3 separate regions of the Mus musculus genome follow, and regions 1 and 3 are each linked to region 2. A link is a contact called in public ChIA-PET and Hi-C data. All regions are on one chromosome and are shown on one strand. The core of a region is the stretch at or near the end of the contact, and the rest is flanking DNA. Distances in the headings are between cores, read along the strand shown.

Region 1 (4,617 bases), core at 352-2,851, 340 kb after region 2:
CAAGGAATCCTCCAGTGTCTCTCTGATTTCTTATTGATGGGATTGCAAGTGTACAACATCATATAATACATACATACATACATACATACATACATACATACATACGTATGTACACATACAATTAATTCCCCTTCTCAGTGCTGGGATATTTGTTTGACTTGAAGTTCTGCAGATCTTGTCTGTATTATTACAGTCCATATGAGTTTGTGTGTGTGTGTGAGAGAGAGAGAGCGGGGTGGGGGTGGGGTAAGAGGGAGAGGGAGGGAGAGAGAAGCCATCTAGGAAAGGCTATGGCAAGCAAGTGAGTTTCCTGGAGATGGCCCACTGTTTTACATGGCTGTGATGGGGGCACTCTGGAGAGAGATGGCCCCAGAGACTTTGCTCTAGGATTGCTTCTTATCTGCTGTTATACCTTTTCTGTCACTGTTACATAGCCTAATGATTCCTGGGCATCAGCCCATCCTATTGAGCAAATTTCCTGCAGATTAACATGAAGATAAAATTTCATGAATTCATATTGATTAGATGAATTAATTACTTTTTAGAATTCCTGATCTGATTCAAATAATTTTAGGAAGAGAGTTTAAGGAGATTATTTTAGTTGTTTTGCCAGAAAGATGTAATAAACTTAGAATCAAGAAAAGAATGTGCCCCTTTCTCATAGAATAAAGTGAGTCAAGGATGCATAATAAAAAATACAATGAGCTTTTATAAATTGTACTAAGAAGAGAAATAGGCTTGGGATAAATTTATGATCAAGGAAAAACATTCATTCTTTGTCAGGTCCGAGGATGAAACCACAGGTGTGCACTATGATGAAGCAAGGTCATGTGAAAATGTTGCTTTGAGCTTATAATGAGCTTATAGAATGAAACACTGTTTTGAACTTACTATCGACATCCTTCTGTAACTCCTCTTTTGTGTAATGTTTTATCTATGAGGTAATTTTATAAAGAACTTTTGTCTAGGAAGGTATAAAAAGGATGAGAGAAAAAGTGTGGCTGTTGAGGCTCTGCTCTATCTATCTATCTATCTACACACACACACACACACACACACACACACATAGATATATCTGTGTGTGTGTGTGTGTGTACCAAAAACCAACTCCCTTACCTTTTTGAGACAGGGTTTCTCACTGGCCTGGAACTCACCAGGTAGGTTGGTTGGGTGGCCACTGAACCCATAAAGCCTCCTTCCTGTCTTTTTCCCCTCAGCATATATATTAAAACTGAGCACTACCACCCTTACTTTTTCTCTTAAATGTGAGTTATGCAAATTGAACTCAGATCCACGTTGGTGTAAGGCAAAACACTTTACCAACTGAGCTATCTTTTCAGGCCTACATATTTTCCTATGTTGTTGTTGGATACTGTTACTTTACTGAATATGTTTATCAGATCTAAGAATTTTCTTGTGAAACATTTAGGGACTTCTAAGTATGAGATAAAGTGTCTGCAAACAGTGACAATTTGACCTATTTTTCCTATGTAGATTTTTATTCTCTGTCTTAGTTTATTGCTTTATCTAAGAGCCCAAGCACTGCTTTGAGTAACAGTAGAGTGGGCACTTTTGTCTCGTTGCTGAGTTTAAAGTAAATCCTTTCCCTTATTAAGTATAATGATGGCTGTACAGTTGTTGTAGATAGCCTGTACTCTGTTGAGGTTTGTTACTTCTGTTCCTAGATTGGACCCAGGGCTAAATGAAAGAAAGAAAGGGAGCAGGAAGTTGACGTTTGTCTGTCTGTCTGTCTTTCTCTCTGTGTAACACGACAGATTCCTTTCTAGCTTTCTCCTTTGTTCATATAGTAGCCTGTGAGTTATTTTCTGTTCCTGGTTTTTCATCTGATTTGGTGATCTTTTCTCTATTTTGCTGCTCTTCCCTTGCAGGTCCTTGACTGAGTTCATTTACTTGTTTATAGCTATTTTGAAATCATTTATCATTTTTTTGCTAGAAATATGTTGATAACATCAGCATTTTACCTATCTTAGTACCTTTGAAATCAGTAATTGAGGTCGTATAATCCATTAGAACAGGTGAATTGTCTTGCTTTTCATTTTCCTTGTGTTTCAATTCTGCGAGTTTTACATCTGTTGGTTTAGATGTCTCTTCTGGCTGTACTTTGGTTTCATCTGATTGAGAAACTTTCTCATGATCCCCCCACTGTCAGTACTATTCACTGAGGAGAAAACATTTTAACAGAGCTTCTGCTCCCCTCCCCTGCTGGGAGCCACTCTCCTGCAGTTGTCTTCAGCTTGGGTTACTTTCCATGCTGTGTCGCCTACTGTTGTCTTTGTACTTTTTCATGTACCTGAGCACTACCTTTATAGATTGCTGCATCTGTTTTCCTTTTTCCTTTTGGAATTGAGTCTGTCTTTTCTTATTTTGACTCTTTCACTTTTTGCCCGAAGGAAAGTTAGAGTTTACCACCTTACCTGGAAGAACATAATGAACTAAAAAAATACTATTTGGGGTCTTCTGGAAAAAATACATCTCTTGATAGATATGTCATCAATTTATATATTCAACATAGTTGCAGTACAAATTAAAGTTGAGTTCACAATTAAAATTATTCATCATATAAGAAATCAGCTATCACAAAGTTTTTTGTCTAAAAAATTCAAGATAACATAAGGCAAAGATTCAGCCCCTTGGTCATCAAATGCAAAAATTATCAGATAAAAATGTTTGAGAAATCAAGACTTAAAAAAATGAAATAGAACATCAATGATAAGCCAGGAACCTGGCATGGGCCTCCTTTCATCATTGCCATCTACCCTTCCTCTGCAGGGCTCTTTTGGCTCTCTGGGGTCATTTATGGTTCTACATGAATTTTAGGAATTAAAAAAGAAATCTGTGAAGGATTAGAATATGTGGGAATTTTGCATTGAATGTTTTTTTTAGATGTATATTCCCAGAATCCTAACACTGGGAAGTAGGAAATACTAGAATCTTGGGGCTTGCTATCTAATCAGTCTAATTAATTAGTGAGTTCTAAGTTCTGTGGAAACTGTGTCTCAAGGAAAGGATGAAAAGAACTATAGGAATATACCTGACAGCAACTTTTGGTATTCATGTGCAGGCGCACACATCCACATGCATTGCCACCACCTTGAGTGCTTGTTATCATCAGTACTCAAGGAATGTAGAAAAAAGCCGCAAGGGTCTGGTGGCACATGCTTGCATCCCAGTTGCTCAAGGCTATGCCAGGATTATTGCTTGAGAACAGGATTTCTAAGCCAGTCTAGACACATGCTCAGATCCCATCTCAATGAAATGTAACAAACAAAGCACAGTGAGACACCATCTTGTCCTTGTTTGTACGTCATTGTTTAAAGGAAAAGTGGTGATGAGAATGTAAGGAAGTAGACCATGTCACACACCGTTGATGGAGACACAAGTAACTGCAGCCACAGTGGAGAACACTTTGCAGATTCCTTTATAAAACTATGATCAGAGAAAAAACATGGAGCCTGACTGCAAACCCCACTTGAGAGACTTTGCCCGGTCTTAGTTTTCTTCCTTGCCTGCTCTTCAATCATTCACTCCTCCCACTGTGCTGATCTGGGACTTTTTGAAGTATAAGACCAGAGCTGAGACCAGAACTTCAGGTAGAGATTTTCATGGCCATTTCCCTCATCTTGTTCTCCCTACTTTCAGCCAGTTCACCAACCGTTGATTCCTGGGACCTTGAAATTCAGAGTGTCGCCAACCTGACAGGTTGAGATAATAGCAAAGGAAGACCCAACACTCACCCAACAAATATGGGACCACGTATGAATCTGGCAACCGGGTTTAGTTGAGAGTGAAGTTGGCAGGTATTTGAAAATAGGAATGGAAATCACATTTCCCAGATTTATAACTCACTAAGGACACATGGCTGCTCCAGGATCACTAGACATTTAAAACTCTCATAACAGGAAAAGCAGAAACCAAAACAGAAAGAGAAGACTCCAACAGGGACAGTGAAAGCAGACGGGCAGACAAGCACACTGGAGACTGGTGCTGACTTTTAACACAGCGGTTTGATCATTCTGGCTTGTTCACAGAAGAAAATGAAACCTTGAATACTATCAAAACCTCATTTCCACAGAATGAAAACTCGCAGGGACTCTCTTTTAAAGAGTGACATTGATGTGGCATCTTGTGCTTTCTCCTTTTCCTCCCTCTTCCTTTTCTGTTTCCAGAATCAAACCCTGGACCTTAAATAATGCTTAAATAAGTACCTTACCATAGAGATACAGATTTCTTTTTTGTTGAGAGCTGTCTGTTAGTTCATTTAGCTACTTATTGATTATATTATTTTAGTTTTTTGAGTTTTTTTGAGTTTTTAATTTTTAATTTATTTTAGATGTCAAGTGCCTATCAGATGAATAGTTGGCAAGGATTTTCTCCATTGTGTATTCTCTCTCCAAACTTTAATTTCTTATTTAATTACAATGTAACTGCATCATTTCTCTCCCCACTCTCCAACTTCCTACCCCTCCCATGTCTGGCCCCTTCCTGAAATTCATGACCTTCTTTTTTGGGGGGCGGTGGGGGGATTTCGAGACAGGGTTTCTCTGTTTAACCCTGGCTCTCCTGGAACTCACTTTGTAGACCAGGTTGGCCTCGAAC
Region 2 (4,700 bases), core at 1,500-3,999:
GGATCGAAGGAGGTAATGTTTGCTTTGATGTTGAGCAAGCACACACTATCGTGACTCGGGATTCTAGACGAGGATGTTGCCCGCTCATGTGATATCATTGGAATAACTCAGCCAGGGTCAGCAAGGAGAAGGAAGGATGCCCTAGAGTCGATAAAAATCATGTCTTGCGCCAGGCATGGTGGCGCATGCCTTTAATCCCAGCACTTGGGAGGCAGAGGCAGGTGGATTTCTGAGTTCAAGGCCAGTCTGGTCTACAGAGTGAGTTCCAGGACAGCCAGGGCTACACAGAGAAACCCTGTCTCGAAAAACCAAAAAAAAAAAAAAAAAAAAAAAATCGCGTCTTGCAGTTTTGTTGACCACAGTCTTTTAGGTTTACCTTGGGTATTTCCTGCCCAGACTGACCATGAAACAGACCAGTTGCTCCCACAACCTAAACCATGTTATTTGATCCACTTCACTCTCAAGTTCTGCCAGTCCCATCTTACGTCTGTCTGTGCTTCTTCCATCTGGTGTTTTCTTTATTTTTCCTTGGTTGATAAATTTAATGTGGATGTTTCAGAGAATGGAAGGAACTGGATGGTTTCAAAGTGGATTTCAGGAGGGCTTCAAAACTGGAATCCTGTGGCCTCTCTTTTTGTTTTTGTTTATTTCTGTTTATTTATTTATTTTGGAGACAGGGTTTTTCTGTGTAGCCCTGGCTGTCCTGGAACTCACTCTGTAGACTAGGCTGGCCTTGAACTCAGAAATCAGACTGCCTCTGCCTCCCAAGTACTGGGATTAAAGGCGTGCGCCACCACTGCCCAGCCCTGTGGACTCTGGAAGGGTGGTATGCTCACATTTCCAGGACAAACACACCCTAGGATATTGTAGGACACACTGGCTGGAGGAGGAATGCTTCTCAGAAAACCTGCCTTGAGGGGAGGTGCCTGGAGCGATTGTATCCTGCTACTACTGGCTCAAGGAATCCTACAATCAGGGAAGCCCCTGGGGTGCCAGAGAGGAGGGAAAAAAATGTGTCTCCTCACAGGTGATACAGTGAGAAGCATCAGGGGGGCCATGGGATACCGTGGGGTCCTGTGGTCCTGAAAAAACTGTGACCTTGCAAAAGCTGGAAGTCATGGAAGGAGTAACAGATGTGCGTGATAGAAGCTACTGGGGCCACAGTCACGGGCGAGGTGGGGGACCGCTGCTGAGCGGGGGACCTGGCGGGCCCCAAGCCTATGTGAGCGCCGGCATCCTCACGCAGCAGGCTGCTTTTATCGCAGCATGGGTGCATCCGAGCAAGCGCGCAGGATTATGGTCCATCCTTTCGCTCGTGCTGCCATCCCACTGCTTTGTGTCTGCCTGGGGATTTCGGTTCGCGAAGCATTAGCATACCATTATCTCCTCAGACAACAGGGAGAGAAGGTGGGCATGCATTCCGGTCTCCGTGTGAATAATGGAAAATGGAGAGAGACAGGGGAAAGTTAAATGTGCCACGAAGGACACTGAAGCTTACAGACCCTGCTTTGCCTGACCCCTGCCTGCCTGAGGACTGCCAGGAAGATATTAACAGAGGCCATAAAATTACAGCCATTACGTCTGTCTCCCATGCTCACACAGTGCCCGGACTGTCTGTGCCTTGACTTTAGGCAATCTTGAGTTTAATTTACACACACTGAGGTGCAGCAAACCCAGGCTTTCCAGCTGGATGCATTTTGACAGGCATCTACCCCGATGTGCCCATCATCCAGGTTCAGATCAACCGCCCCGAATTCCAAACCCTTGTTCTCCTTTCCCATCAGTCCTTTCTCCCTAGAGACACCTAGCATGTGAGTACCTGTTATGGGCGACCCCTTTGGCCATTTCTTAAACTTTAGTTGTATGGAGTCAGAGTCCCTGAAACCTGACACAGTGTCTGCCCTTTAACAGGTATCCCGCTGGAAGAAAGCCTTCGTTTCTAAACTACCTGAGAGAATGTTGGTACAAAGAGGAGAACTGAGGCTGCGGGTTTACAGGCTACAGAGTGAAGTCATGGATCCTGGGCCTGCCGGGCCCCATATTCCATCTCCTGGCTTCCAACAGGGTAGTTTCTTTCTGGGTTTCTCTTGTAGCTAGGTCTCCTAAACCTGGGTAGGCAGTGCCCCCTGCTGCCTGAAGGCCTGACCCTAGACTCTTTGCAGGCAGAGAGGATCACACAAGTCTGGAGTCCAGTGACTGGCACAGGGCAGGACCCTGTGAAACAGAAGCCACTTGTCATTTTATTTTCCTTTGGAAAGAGTTTTTCCGTAGGATGCAGGGATTTTCTTTATCCCGAATAAACACGCCGAGGGAGAAAGCCTTTTGGTGGAGTACTGCTGCCCCCGTGTGGCTACCTTAAGACACTACAACAGAGTGGGACTCCCAAGACGAAAGTTTTTCAGGTTTCAGGTTCTGCGACTTCCTAGGACCCTGAGAGACAGATGTCCACTAGGGTTATCTCTTGACACTTAAATTTCCTCCTGGAGTGGAAATGAGAGCGAATGGGGCTTCTTGTGGAAGGTATCTGTTGGGGAACGAGCCTTAGCTGTGTGTGTAGGCAGCTGCCTCTTTCACAACCTGTCCAGCACAAGCTGGACTGGACATAGACTTTCTCCCTTGAACTAAGTATATAGACTTGTCTAATTTGAGGGCAATAGAGGTCAGGGGAGGGGGACTTCTTGGGAGTGGAGCCGCAGTGCCTCCCCAGCCGGCTGCTGTGAATGGGTGTTACCACCAAGACCTGCAAGCCCCACCCAATGTGCTCTCCGTGGCCTTCTTTTCTGCACCTGTGGTTGGGCTGCGGTGTAACGGCCCAGCCTACCTCTTCTGGGCACGTGGCCCGGAGAGATCTTATCTCTAACTCTGTATTTTTAACTCCTCTTTCCAGAGGATGTGGCTTCTGCGGGAGAGCTTCAAAGGGGGACCTGTTTGCCCATGTCAGCAGCCGTGACGTCATGGAAGTGGGAGGCTGTTCAGACCCAAACACCTGGAGGGAAGTGGGAAACTTTTTCCATTTCCTGTTCTACTTCTGGCTATTGATTCACTATCTGACCAGCTTACCCATTTCAGGGTGCAGCTGTCTGTGTGATTCTTGGAGGAAATCCTATGCCTTGTGTGTCTGTATGAAAGGAGACAGCTGTGTTACCCATGTGGCTTTTACCCAAAGCAGGGCTGGCGATCCTTCAGACTGCCCCCCACCCCACCCCACCCCCACCCGTAGCCAGTACATGCAAGAGTTACAGTATTTGACAGGTCTCTCACACTCACCTCTGGGAAATATCCCTCGGGGACCCAGACTTCAATCTTGTCCAGGGCGGGGTGGGCTGGATATAGACTTCCTGCTTTGTAAACCGGAAGCCCTTCTTCCCACATGTTGCTCGAGGAACTAGGTTTCAGTGGGTTTGTGTGGGTCACTGGGGAAACTGAAATGGACATTAAGTGACCTTTGGCCCTGGATGCTGGTTCTCATGTAGGACCAGAGTCTTTAGACTTTTAGAAGCCAGTGTTTCCTGGTAACTGTCCTGCAGGATTCAGTCAACAGTCATGAAGCTAATGTGAGTCTGAACTCTTCAAGGGCGCACCACTCAAGCTCTGATTATTCTAATAGTTTTTGCCAAGCTACTCTATTCCTTGCAAAACCGAGACAGTGGCTCACCTGGCCTCTGTTAACGCCACTACGTTCCCTCTCCAGCTCAGGTCCCTCCCAGTGACTGTGTTGACCGTCATGATGTCATCTGTTGGTATCTGTTGGGTGCAAGGTACTGCACTAGGTATGGAGGAGCTACTGGTGAGCAAGGTATTCCTCCTATCCGAAGGGTCATCTATAGTCCCTTGCCAACATGTCACCTGGTAATAAAACACTATTAGATTTGATATTAGACATGAGCTTTGGGAGTTGGATTTTATGGTATACCCCAAACAAAAATGAGACAAAACTAAACCCTTGAAGCCTCAGGGGGTGGCCTGAGTGGTCAGAGCACACACCTGTCCAGCCTGCCTGTTTCTGGACTGAACTGTGACTCCAGCTGCACCGGACAACGTTGCAGAACACTTTCCACAGTTCTAGCCTTGGAACGTGAAGGGTCCGTTTTTTTTTCTGCCTTCAGAGCTGGCCTGCAGAAAACCCCTTAGGGAGTAAGGGCATTTATCTAGACTCTAGAGATACCCATTTTACAGCTGGCCCTGGCAAGGAGTTTGCTGGGCTATGGGTGCCTTCTCTTCGGGAGTTGGTCCAGACTGGTCTGGGAGCAGTGGCAGCCTTGTGACCATTGTCATGTCTTCAGGTTTCCTCAGTAGCCTCTTCCAGACTAAGCAGTGAGAGACCCAGAGTCCGACGTCGAAGAGTCTCTGCCTGTTCCCCACACTTGTTCAGCTCCTGTGGAGATTTAGCCTCAGCTGTGGGAGAAAGTTCTTGTTCTGATTGGATGGCGATGAAGTTGACTTTGATCTATCAGTGGCCTCCTGTCTGCCTTGTCCCGGCCTCGCTTGAGTTGGGGCTGGAAGCTATCTATATTCACTTCACCGCTGTGGGAGGCCCTTCAAATCCCTGCCACGTCACCTCACTCTGGTCCTCAGGTGACGTTAGGGTTCTTGTGACCTCTGGATGTTGCTCTCTGGGGACACTGGGCTAGCATGGTTCAACCGAGGCTGGGCCTCTTTCACGTTTAGTGAGGAGGTCTGTCTTTGATTCCTATACTGCC
Region 3 (4,618 bases), core at 221-2,720, 430 kb after region 2:
TGAGCTCATTACCCTCTTGTTTTGTTTTAAATCTGTGGATAGTTGCACAGTCTGTACTTAGGGTTGGAATCGTTTTCTCAAAGTCCCTTTAAAAGCCATTTGAAACAGTTATGGCACCACCACCGAGGGTCCAGTCTTGCTGCTCTTTTACAGAAAGAAGTCATCGTTTTTTTTTTTTTTTTTTTTTTTTTCTCTTAGCTCCAGGTGTCACTTCCTCATGACTCAGGGTGCTGTGCTGACCTCAATAGAGAGGGGAGCAATCAGAAGTTTATTTTCATTTGTCTGGCGAGTAATGATATAAAGTGCCTGGAGTAACTGGATATTCATATTTCTGAAATAGCTGGGTTTTGATATTTTCATTGATTTTATTGACTCAAGCAAGTTTGTTCCTACTTTGTGTTTTCTGAGTCTTCTTCCAAAACTATGCGTTGTAAATGTGGTTTTACAGATTATTCTTTGACTTTTTCATCTTTTCTTTTTGGGCTGCTCATAATTTCCACCTCCGTTTTAAATAATAGATTTTATTTATTGAATGTGTGTTCTTTTCTTAAAGATTTGTTTATTTTATGTGTATGAATGCTGAGTGTTTGTCTGCATGTTTGTATGTGTGCCACATGAATGCCTGGTGCCCACAGAGGTCTTAAGAGGGCACTGGATCTCCTAAGACTGAGGTTATGGAAGGTTGTCAGCCACCATGTGGGTGCCGCCAGACAAACTTGGATCTTCTGCAAGAGTAACAAGCTCTCTTAAGTGACAAGTCATCTCTCCAGTCACAACCCCCCCTTCTTAGTTGTGTTTTTTTAAACAAAATACAATTACAGATATGTTTATAGAAAGCTTTAAAGTTTCCTTTATTCTGTTTAAGAACTTTTAGAATGGTTTCTCCCAAATAACTTCAGTTGTTTCACACAATAAGTCTTTCTTAAGGACATTTCCCATATGTCTTCCCATTAACACATAATGAAGAACTACACCTAAACAAACACTGAAGACTGGATTTTTCCTTCATGTCTGTCACACTTTTTGGATTAATCACAGAGGCCAGTTTGAGGAACTCGTCATCAAATCTATGATTTCCTGATCAAGGACATTCTTCTATTAAAAATAAATCCAGTGCTGGACTGACTGTGGGCTTCAGTTAAGAGAAGGAAAAGCTATGTGTAAAACCCGGCTGTAGACATTGGAGTATTCATAGAAACAAAGGCCACGATCATTCTGAAACTGCTTCCGGATTAAACTCAGTGCAAGTGTGTTTATGGGTGTACTAAGCATGTTTTCCTAACCTTCCACTAATTTACATGTCTTAACATAAGATGTGCTGCTGAAAGATAACATTGTGTCTTACAGGATTTCAGTAGTGGAGTCATAGAGTGTTAGCAGGAAATGTGACTTGGCTAGAAGACCAACTATCACCCACAGACATGGCTCCTCTTTCTGTCTCCTCTTTGGGGAGAGTTATGACGTAAACAGGAAGCCCAATGTTTCTATGTCTTCATTTGAACTATAAGTGTTGTTGAGGGAGGTGCAGGATGGTGCCAAGTTCACAAGTGGGCATTGTGGTAGATTTACATTGTCTCAAACACCTGGCCATGATACTTCCCAAAGTTGCTTCCTTACACATTAGGACTGGCCATGAGAGAAACCATGCAGGGTAGAAGGTGGGTGTTATCTCTGCATGTTGGCCTGGGCTTCAGGTACTCCTGTATGTGCTTATCAATTTAACAGCTTCTCTTCCCTTTTAAAATTTATTTCTCTTTTCATTCCTTAGAGATGGAGACAGCACTCAAGGCTTTGTGCATGTTAAGAGAATACTCACACTCAGTTACATGCTCAGCCCATCAGCTCTCTTATTGTACCTCCCCCACTTTCCACTCTGCCTCCTCCTTGAGCTGCTCTGTGTACATTCTCCATAGTGCAGATCCGGGTGTAGTTGTTGGGATGAACAGTTGAACTCATGTCCTTGCCCTTTCCCTACTAGGCTTTGTTTTAACTGTGTACAAGCAAAGATGCAGGACCACAGGGAGTAACAAGAGGAAGAGATTAGCCCATGTACACATGTACAGTGGTACCAGTTAACTGCTTCCCAAGGTCACCCTCCGGACAGTATTAAAGGAGGTTTGTCCTTGTGAACCGCAGGTATCCTCATTACATCCTTTCGGGTCACAGTTCAGCCAAGTGTCTTTCCATCATCCATCCAGTTTTCCTTCCCATGTGTTAGTCCAACTCCTCTGCAGATATGGGCAAGGAAAATAGCTTTGCACAGAGTTCCCACTAACTCTTGGAACCATGTGATTTATAACTTTTATAATTGACCTCTTCCTCTTGTTACTCACTGTGGTCCTACGTCTTTGATTGCACACAGTTAAAACAAAGCCTAGTGGGAAGAAGGCAAGATCATGAGTTCAACTGACAATCCCAACAACGACACCAGATCTAAGCTGTGAGCATCTTTAAATGAAACTAACACTTTATTATGGGATAGTTATCACCTCTAAAAATCTTTACACACGTTCTGTGCGATTTACTTATGATTCAAGGATTCAAGACATAGTGTAGCTGAGGAAAGCTACTCCTGACAACTGTTTTCAAAGAAGACAGTTTCTCTTGTAAGTATCCTCTGATCCAGACCACAGATAAAGCGCCCATGGCAGGAGCTGCCCTCTTGCCTGGAGTCTGCAGGTGTGTATCTCAGGCGGGATCCTTCAGCAGAGGCTAGCTCAAGTGAGCTCCTGGGTTTTTGTCCAGGGTTTACTATCACTTCAAACCCTGTGGGGCCTGGAGAGCACAGAAATAGTTCACGGAGTTTTCCAGAGGTACAACTAAATGGCGAGGCTAGTGGAGCTAGCTGATTTCTAGAAGAAGACAGAACAGAGACCGGTCTCTGCACTCTCACTAAAAGAACTTTGGCAGACTAGGAAAATATCTTACCTGGAAATTTGTTTGGGCCAAGAAAGGTGGTGTGACTTCTGAGCAGGGTGACGACTTCTTCACCATCTGAATGGGTCTGAAAGGACTTGAGGTGCTTTCTAGATCCCGTGGGAACAATCAGAAAACAGATGATGGTTTGGTGCAGAGAATAAAATACGGTGGAAACAGGCCGATCTATAAATGACCGACAACCTAACTGAACGCACAGTCAGCTCTTCTCCAATCCCTGTTGTCCCGCCAGGTCTGAAGCATCACGTGCCTGGGAGCAATGTCCCCTTGTTAATATCACTAGTTAAATATGAATCATCTATTCCAGAGATATACAAACATTAACATGCAGCAGGCAGAGAGCAGTGTGTGAGACATGTTCCTCTGCATAATCATGTACTCTTTGTCTCGGCTCAGAGTTCTGAGTACATATATGTTACCTCAGTTATGCTATGCCCCAACCAGGAAATGGATTGCCCCAGGTTCACAGGCCACAGGATTGAACACAGACGAGAAAAAGCATGGCTCACCACAAACCGTTGCTTCTTATCTCCTTGACTTTCCCTGGTAATTAAGTCAGGTAGTAACTGAAAACAGAGAGCTGTGAAAGCCAGTAGCTTTGAGGGCTGGAGCTGAGGGAAGCAGACATCTAGATAGCTGGTGTGCTTCAGTGCTATTCGGTGGAATAATTTGGGAGATACATTTAAAGTAAAATTCATCATGAATAAAGGACTCTCTCTAGTTGCAGGTCATCAACTTAACCTAGACATTTTCATTTAAATAAAAATCTCATAAACCTTATGGGAAGTCAAAACTCACAGTTTTTTTTTTTTGTCTTAAGAAAGTCAATTATAAGCTGGGCAGTAGTGGCGAATGCCTTTAATCCCAGCACTTTGGAGGCAGAGGCAGGTGGATTTCTGAGTTCGAGGCCAGCCTGGTCTACAGACTGAGTTCCAGGACAGCCAGGGCTACACAGAGAAACCCTGTTTCGAAAAACAAAAAACAAAACAAAACAAAATCTTATTTCCTTCCTCACTTTCCCTGGGGCCTATTTAAATTCTGCAGCTAATAAAGCAACACCTGAATGTCAAGCTCTTAGTTGTTTGTGTTTTGTGGACTTGTAACAGGAATTAAAATATTATTCTTTGAATACCCAACATTGATTTTTATTTACTAGCTATTAAAATGATGAAGGCATTTGATCATGTCACCTTTGCCTAAAGAATCACACTTAGGCGATCATGTGCCAGGGTTGCTCGGATACTATACTTCCTACCCCACTGATTTAAGGTATTTAGTTTTAATTCTGAAAGGCTATACTTTTAAATTTGTAAAACACAGCACACCAAACATAGCTATGATACAGTGCTAGAACCTGTCTCTGTAAAATGTGACATATATGTACATATATACATATATGCATGTATACACCAAGAATTCTCCTGGCAAGTATACACCAAGCATGCTCCTGTGTGTGTTGAAGGGTGGTGGGTGTGTATGTGTGTGTGTGTGCTGCAAACCCTTACTAGATATTAACACCACCAAAATTGGTGACTGAATTTTTGTGGTCTGCTCTTACTCTATTACCACAAAAAGGCCAAAAGGGAAAATGAAGAGAAAGTACACAGAAGGTCTCTGAAAGGTTCCAGTTGTTTGATGCAGATTTAAACAATAGAGCACTGAGTGCCACGTGGGCTAGTTC

Evidence for each region. A called contact is a pair of places that touch in the nucleus more often than the background predicts. ChIA-PET counts read pairs in DNA pulled down with a chosen protein or histone mark.
Region 1: a contact with region 2 is called in a Hi-C map of the P5424 cell line, with 3 times the contacts expected there. The contact joins two enhancer-like sites. A contact is called at or near these places in 1 of 15 datasets of contacts at CTCF or cohesin (CD8 T cells), 17 of 484 Hi-C or Micro-C datasets (the P5424 cell line, bone marrow-derived DN3 thymocytes, bone marrow-derived dendritic cells and 11 more) and 5 of 115 datasets of contacts at active chromatin or transcription factors (CD8 T cells, DN3 thymocytes, T-cell acute lymphoblastic leukemia and 2 more).
Region 3: a contact with region 2 is called in an RNA polymerase II ChIA-PET map of CD8 T cells, with 10 times the contacts expected there. The contact joins two enhancer-like sites. A contact is called at or near these places in 1 of 39 promoter capture datasets (the C10 cell line), 1 of 15 datasets of contacts at CTCF or cohesin (CD8 T cells), 5 of 484 Hi-C or Micro-C datasets (B cells, effector CD8 T cells, embryonic stem cells and 1 more), 6 of 115 datasets of contacts at active chromatin or transcription factors (CD8 T cells, DN3 thymocytes, T-cell acute lymphoblastic leukemia and 2 more) and 1 of 9 other capture datasets (embryonic stem cells).

The regions. Positions count from the first base shown.
Region 1 is chr14:53,887,650-53,892,266 of GRCm38.p6, reverse strand. It overlaps Tcra. Among named protein-coding and RNA genes, the nearest start is that of Gm30392, 110 kb to the left of the region's middle. Within about 2 kb of position 1,601, at least 1 of the 459 cell types and tissues checked has an H3K27ac peak or open chromatin away from gene starts, as enhancers often do. A contact at or near this core is called in the P5424 cell line, where this site is marked.
Region 2 is chr14:54,225,735-54,230,434 of GRCm38.p6, reverse strand. No RefSeq gene overlaps it. Among named protein-coding and RNA genes, the nearest start is that of Dad1, 26 kb to the left of the region's middle. Within about 2 kb of position 2,749, at least 240 of the 459 cell types and tissues checked have an H3K27ac peak or open chromatin away from gene starts, as enhancers often do. A contact at or near this core is called in CD8 T cells, the P5424 cell line, memory CD8 T cells and 1 more, where this site is marked.
Region 3 is chr14:53,799,528-53,804,145 of GRCm38.p6, reverse strand. It overlaps Tcra. Among named protein-coding and RNA genes, the nearest start is that of Gm30392, 190 kb to the left of the region's middle. Within about 2 kb of position 1,470, at least 21 of the 459 cell types and tissues checked have an H3K27ac peak or open chromatin away from gene starts, as enhancers often do. A contact at or near this core is called in CD8 T cells, memory CD8 T cells and thymic regulatory T cells, where this site is marked.